2 separate regions of the Zea mays genome follow, and region 2 is linked to region 1. A link is a contact called in public Hi-C data. All regions are on one chromosome and are shown on one strand. Each heading gives the region's core, a stretch centred on a gene start, on an enhancer-like site or on the middle of the called end of the contact. The rest is flanking DNA. Distances are from core to core; before and after follow the strand shown. Region 1 holds the start of LOC100383022 (Transducin/WD40 repeat-like superfamily protein). Region 2 holds the start of LOC103640595 (patatin-like protein 3).

Evidence for each region. A called contact is a pair of places that touch in the nucleus more often than the background predicts.
Region 2: a contact with region 1 is called in a Hi-C map of leaf mesophyll, with 2.6 times the contacts expected there. The contact joins the promoter of LOC103640595 here to the promoter of LOC100383022 in region 1.

The regions. Positions count from the first base shown.
Region 1 is chr1:176,879,297-176,882,907 of Zm-B73-REFERENCE-NAM-5.0, forward strand. LOC100383022 (Transducin/WD40 repeat-like superfamily protein) reads left to right here and starts at 1,636. Exons shown (of 16, transcript NM_001329466.1): 1 at 1,636-1,809; 2 at 1,902-2,096; 3 at 2,224-2,394; 4 at 2,636-3,029; 5 at 3,129-3,247. The coding sequence starts at 1,690. LOC100381537 (putative AGC protein kinase family protein) reads right to left here and starts at 950. Exons shown (of 14, transcript NM_001174366.1): 1 at 417-950. The coding sequence starts at 658.
Region 2 is chr1:177,015,884-177,019,494 of Zm-B73-REFERENCE-NAM-5.0, forward strand. LOC103640595 (patatin-like protein 3) reads right to left here and starts at 1,855. Exons shown (of 3, transcript XM_020546533.2): 1 at 601-1,855; 2 at 413-475; 3 at 1-237. The coding sequence starts at 1,719.

The DNA of each region.
Region 1 (3,611 bases), core at 386-2,885:
TCTTGACCATATAAGTTGATAATTATGTATGGTATGTTCCACCTTGTTGGGTTAATCTGTTTTCTCATTGCAAAAGAAAATAATGAGACTAAAATGGAGGGACTAATCTTTAGTCCCTGGAACCAAACAGACCCTTAGCAATTTTGTAAGTATTTGCAAACAGATAAAATGTTAATAGGCCTACAGAACCCGGCTCCCCTAAAAATGGCATAGACAAGCTGATAATAGTAAATGATGAATGATCACTTAGCAATTACTAGAAGACCGAGGCCAACTGCCCAGCTCAAAGTTACATCACTTGATAAATATAGCGATTTGCCAGCACTGAGCCCCCTCAAATCACCCAGGCACACGCGCATTGCCATCACACCAGGAAGGAAAGTGGAGTGGAGTGGAGTGGAGTGGAGTGGACTGACCTCTCCTTGCGCTCCTGAAGCGACTTCATCTGCGACTTGTAGTGGTTCTCGATGTACTGCTTCGCCGCCGCCACCTTCTGCTTGGTGGCGCTAGACAGCGCCTCCTCCCCCGCCGCGGCGGCCATCCTCGCGGAGTTGCCGGCGCCACCGTTGGGCGACGCCGGCGCCGGCGTCTTGGCGCCCCGCTCTCTGTCCTTGTCCCGCGGCTGCAGCTTCTGGAGCCAGCTCCGGGCGGAATCCATGGGGCGGGCCCGCGAGTGTCGGCGGCGGCGGGATCGGATCAGCGCCGAGGGGGTGGCATTGGCAGGTGCGGGGATTGAGTTGAGTCAGAAGCTTGGTGTCCCGCCCGCGCCCGCGCGGGATCTCCGGATCTGGTAGTTGCACTAGGGTTCGACGCGGGAGGCACGGGCACGAGCGCCGCCGCGATTTGCTCGGGGTAAACTCGCGCTCCAAGCAAGTGGGCACTGCTGCTGGTGGTGGGCTTCGATTCCGCTTCGATTCGCAGCTGCTGGCTGCTGGCTGGCTGCCTGCCTGCTGCCGACTGCCGTGCTGCGACTGCGAGAGAAGAGAAAATCACGCGCCGTCCACGTTGGCCGAGATAAAATAAGAAAGATTGGGATGCCCAATTATTATTACGACGTGCTGCCTGTTTCTGTTTCGCGTGGCAACTTTCAAAAGACGCGCGAGGGCGCGTGTTTCGTGTTTACGTATAAAAAACCGAATCGTAAGACTCTTAATTTTATATTATAAGATTTAAGGATCGGATCGGATTAGGATCGGATCTTATTTCTATTTATTTTTGAACTAAAATTTATTTAGGGCCCTACTATTTTGTGAAGAACCATTTGGATCGCGATCCATTACCACCCCTACGTAAGAGCATCTCAGACGGATAAAAAAAGTTAGAAAATTAAATTTGTATCAGAAATTCTAAATCTAATCTAAAGTATGATATAAGGATAAGGATAACACTGTGAGCCTTGGCCTTGGACATCATTCTTGCAAGCTACCCTAAGGCCTAATCCAGCCCGGCCTCATCGACAGGGACAAAGGAGCTCGGCTCGGCCCAGTCCATTATCCTACAGCCCAAATACGAAGCGGGTTTAGGCCCGTTAACCCGTTCAGAGCCACTCTTCGCCAGTTCGCCTCGGCAAACAAGGCCCCAAAACCCTACTACTCTGTCGAGCCAGCGCCGTCTCCCTCCCCCACTCCATTCCCACTCGGACTTGGACCCCAAAACCCTAGCGGCTAGCGCCTCCTCGCCGTCACCGCCATGATCACCGGCGGCCAGAGCTACGTCTCGGCGCCGCCGGCCTTCTCGGCCGACGGGCGCCTCCTCCTCGTCTGCTCCGGTCGCGCCGTCTCCGTCTTCAGCACCGCCACCGCCATGCTAGTAAGCCCGGCCCCGTGCGCCGCCGTCTTCGATGAAGGAAATTTGTTGAGGTGCGGGTTGTGACTGTTGTCGGGGGTTTTGGTGTGTCGCAGGTGTCGGAGCTGGAGGGGCACGAGGGGGACGTCACCGCCGTGGTGGTGGTGGCGCCGCCAGCGCAGGCGACCGCGGCGGCCAAGCTTGCGAGCTACTGCTGGACGGCGGGGCTCGACGGGGTGCTCATCTACTGGGACTTCTTGGCCGCGGAGGTGATGCGGAAGGTCCAGGTTGGGCTCCCCGTCCACTCCATGGTAAGCTCAACCTGCTGCCTCCTCGATTTCTGTTGCTCTGGTTATCATTAGTTTGTATTCTGAGCTGAGAAAAATCGAGATTACATGTGCCAATGTGCGTGCTTGTGATTTGATTCCGTGAGTGCAGGTGGTTCCTGACATATATAGGACCTCAAAAGGAGTTGAGGTGTCGAGCCCCTTTGCATTCATCTCTGTGGAGGATACGAGTAAGCTGGCAAGTGAACCAAAAGCGCTGTGTGGGCAGATGAGAGTTTATGACCTGACAAAGGGGCGCCAAGTGGGTGGCCTCCTGGCCGAGGTGAGAAGCTTTATAATAAATCTTTGTCACTCAATATCTGTCAATTTCCACATAATAAATCTTGGTCTTTAATGTACTTTATATTGACGGTTATGCTTGCTGATGCTCTTGGTATTTGAATCGAATATAATAAGTTTTCAAATTTCAATTATAAAGTACAGAATTATGTTGAATATGTGTCACTTCTGTTTTTTAATGTTACAACCTTGCTTCCATGAACTATTTGCTCTGATCTAAACAGACACGTAAACCAGAAAAGATCGTTGCAAGTAGTTCTGGAGAATTCTTGGGCATTACAAATAAAAGAAAGCTCCATATATGGCGCATACCAACAAAAGATTTCAAGCCTGACAAGATAAGGAAGATAAAGCTCCGGCACACCAAACACTTGACCACTCTGGCATTCCATCCAACTGAGAGAACTGTGGCTGGTGGTGATGTAACAGGGCGGATCCTGATTTGGAGATGTTTTGGAAACTCAAAGTTCTCTGAAAGTAGTGTACAGTCGAAAGAGGATGACGGAAGGGATGGTGTTAGGGGGGATGATGATGCAGACACTTGCACAACATGGCATTGGCACTCAAGCAGTGTGAGGTTTCTCAAGTTTTCTTCTGATGGAGCATACTTGTTTTCAGGTTTAGCATACTGAGTCATTTACTTTCTGTCTATGTCAATTTAACTCAGTCTTTCCCTGGAAGACCTGTACTTCTCAATGACAATTTTTTCTATGTTAGGTGGTTTGGAGGGAGTTATTGTTGTGTGGCAACTAGATACTGGAAAGAGAAGGTATAAACCACGTCTGGGGTCTCCTCTTTTGTTCTTTGTAGATTCTCCAGATTCTTCCATTTCCTGCGTAAGTGTCCTTTTCTCTCTAAACTATTCTTTGTTATGCTTTACAAGAACCCAATGCCTTTTGCTCTGCAGAGCAAATTATATTATTGATTTATGAAGTTTTTGATAACTGTATTCCCGCATTCCATATGAGTTACTGCTTAGTTAATGTTCCAGTCTTGCCCAGATGTTAAGTCACTAATCCATTAGAATCAAAACAGTAGTTCAAAACTCAGGCCACTAGATGTCCAAGTCTAGAGCATTGTATATGGTAATGCATGGATCTTATGCTGTTATCATTCCTTGCTTTCTTATGCATTGTAGTTTAGATAATTAAATTCAAGTTCCCTCCATAGTCCCGGCCATAATTTGCTTGAAATAATATT
Region 2 (3,611 bases), core at 605-3,104, 140 kb after region 1:
GGCTAGGGCTGGTACGAGCCCTGCGATGCCGGGAACGGCACGGTGGCGGTCCCGCCGCTCCTGCTCCTTCACCAGCTCCGCCGCGAACGCGTCCAGCTTCTCCCGGTTCGACTTGGCCGACAGCCGCCGCCCCCGGAACAGCTCCGCCTCCACGTTCCGCTGCGCCAGCATGCCGTCCGCCAAGGCCACCGCCTTCTTCGCGTCCAGCGACCTCAGCGCCGTCCCGACGCACGACGCCTGGAACCGGAGCACGTTGCGGCAGCGACGTTAGTGACATTTCACGCCGCCTGCTAGCTATAGAAAGTAGAGAGAGAGAGAGAGAGAAAGAGAGAGAGAGAGAGAGAGAGAGAGAGAGAGAGAGAGAGAGAGAGAGAGAGAGAGAGAGAGAGAGTAATCCCCGTTGATCACCCACCTGGATGCGAACGTAGTTGCGCCCGCACGTGTGCCCGAACGCCATGGCCACTGCTTGGTCGACCTGAGCGCACAGACGCAAATGCCGGGGACGCGGTTAATAAACTTATGACTTAAAATTTCGACGGCAGCCGTACGTGTGACGCACTACTGTACGACTACGACGGGACGGAGGCTTTGGTTAATTACCATGTCGGCGACACCCTCGGAGGTGAGGCGGACCATCTCGGCGGGCGACGGCGAGCGCGGCGGGACGGGCGTCCGCCAGCCGGTGGAAGGAGCAGAAGCGGCGGCGGCGGAGGCGAAGGACGATCCCGAGCCGATGGACACGACGAGGAGGTCGTCGACGCCGGCGGCGAGCGGGAACTCCCGCTTGTTGTGGAGCACGTGCGTGATGGCGGCCGCGGCGGGGTTGCCCATGGCGGCGACGCCGCCGGACGCGGCGGCGATGGCCGTGCGGCCGTCCACGGACCGCACGGCGGGCGCGGCGCCCCCGGCGGCGGCGCAGGTGGCGGCGCACACGTCGCGGAGGCGGAAGTCGAGGCTGCCGCTCCCGACGGCGTCGGCGCGGGAGAAGAGGAAGGGCGCGGCCGTGGCCAGGTCGTAGCAGGGCACCAGCAGCGGCGCCACGGTGTCCCTGAGCGTGGCGTCCCCGAACACCCGCCGCAGCGGCGGCGAGGGCGCACCCCGCCTCCCCCCGCGCCGGAACAGCGCGGCCCACTTGCCCCGTACGCCCCCGCCGCCGCCGCTGCCCCACCCGCCGCCTCTCCCGAGGCTGGCCGCCACGAACGCCAGCGCGTCCGCCGCCGTGTACCGCGCCCGCCCGTCGTCGCCCCGCACGAACAGCATCGCGGCCAGCACGCCGCCGGCGCCGGCCCCCGCCGCCGCGTCGAAGAAGTCGGCCACGCGCGCGCCGGGGTCCCCCGCGCGCGCCCGCAGCGCCGCCTCCAGCCTCGCGAGCGCGGCCGCCGCCAGCAGCGCGTCGCCGGGGCCCGGCCCGCACCCGTCGATCGCCAGCACCCGCACCCTGCCGCGGTCCTCCCCGGGGCCCGGAGCCGCCGCCCGCGCTGGCGTGCCCGGCACGGAGCCGCCGCCGAAGAGGAACTTGCTCTCGAGTAGGGAGAAGATCTCGTAGCTCAGCTTGCCCAGGTCCACGTCGGGCGGAGACGACGCCATAGCCGCTGCTGCAGCTGGGGCCTGGCGGGGCTCGCGGATGATGGGAGGTGGGACGGGAGTAGGAGAGTGACGAGCTGTCGGTTGAGGTGGTGATGGGCTGATGGGTGATGCCGTGATGGCTCCACTACTCATCAGCGCGCGCGCGCGGCCTTTATAGATGGCCCCCACCCACCAGCACCCCCAGTGCGCGTTTCTGCTCTGCTGCGCCAGGAGAAGAAGGCGGGTTTCGTGGAAGCCGTCTCCTGTGCAGGGTGGCGTTGCGTAGAGGTGTATCGGATCTGGCCGTTTGAACTTTGAATGTTGTTATGAATAAGCAGTGAGGATTACCAAGCTTATTAGGTTTTTTTGCCTGTGACATCCATGGAAAGAAGGGCGACGATCCGATCCGACTGATGAGGTATGATGTCAGTCTTCTGATGCTAACTAGATGGGTGCCCGTGCGTTGCAACGAGAGTATATAATATCACGATAAATGTGTGTTATATTGCTAGAAGAAAATATTTTGTAATTTATTTGTAATCCTAGCCATACATAAATTTTGTGATAGTTAGGTGCATGAGCGTTGTAACGACATATAAAATATACGACAAAATGTTAGTGCACAATGATTACATAAGAACGAACATCATATTTATTATCGACCTTAATATCGCACAAATTCTTTTATAACAATCATCTAGTATACTCTACGCTTCGAGGCCACACGCACGAACTGCTGCTCTACTATCCTGCAACCAAACACAAGCCTAGTGCAATAATCTCGGCCTCTCGGGGGGCCATGGCCAGGGCCAGGCAAAAAAGCGCAATAATCTCAGTATGAAGAAAAACAAGGTGCAGTAATCAGCTGTATGGTGCTCATGAGAGAGAGAGAGATTGATACTCTTTCGAACCGAATGATGGAAGATGGGACAGAAAGGGTTTCCTGACCAGTAATCGCACTTCACCCATGTTTTTGACAGAGCATCAGTGATGGCAGCCACGACCACGAAGCGGAGCAAAGCAGAACGCATCAGCAGACAGATTTGTCTGGGGACATGGCGCATTATTGACTGTTGACGACCACCGCCTCATGCTCCCGCACTCCCTCCCCCTTGCACTTGCAGGTCGCAGCCTTTTCCGGGCCGCGCCAGATTTGCGTTTCCCCTCCGCGCTGGCTCCCACCCCCAGGCCCGAGGCCCCAGCCCACGCGGCGGCAACGCGCGCTCACACCTGCTCAACCACTGCCCGCGACAGCTCGGCCCCACCAACCACGTAAGGAGACCCGAACGAGTTCACCAATCACCAGGCGTGCAGAGTACATGGTGCGCCTCGTGGCCGGCTGGCTCGGCAGTTCGTGCCCGAGCCCGGCGGACGGCAAGGGAGTGGGGCTGGAAAGCAACGGGGCAACAACACAAGCCACGCCCACCGGCGATGGCGCGGGGGTAGGGTGGGGTGGGCGAGTGGAGTGAGGCGCAAAAGGCCGAGACCCATGTCCACACCCAGACACCCCATCGCGCGCGCCCGCAGCGTCGATAGAGAAAATAACCACGGTGTTATTTTAGAGCAACTCCAAGAAGGTACTAAAAAAATGCTTCCCCAAGATCACTTATTGGTGGCCGTTGTTAGAATAATTTCTCCCCAAAAAACTTAGCCCACAACAGACTGCTATAAAGTGATCGCTAATTTTTTTGAAACAACTTAAGTGGGCCACGGCAAACCAACTGTGTTTTTTCGTTCCAATGCCTCATGCAGCAGCAGGCATCAGACATGCATACTGTAGTCTCCAATTAAAGCATGAACCATAGAGCAGCAATTCCACGACCACAATTCAAAAGCAGGCGTCTCTCTTCACTGCAACATGAAACACTTGCTGGAATTGACAATGGAGCACAAGTGGCATCTCTGTTTTGGTTGTGTAGATCAGCTAGAGAAGTTGGCAACCCTCCAATTCAAGCATGAACCACACAGTGACATATTCATTAATCAAAACAGACTCCCAGCAAAACTTCTAGAAAGTATACTGGAACAACTACCACAAGCTACTG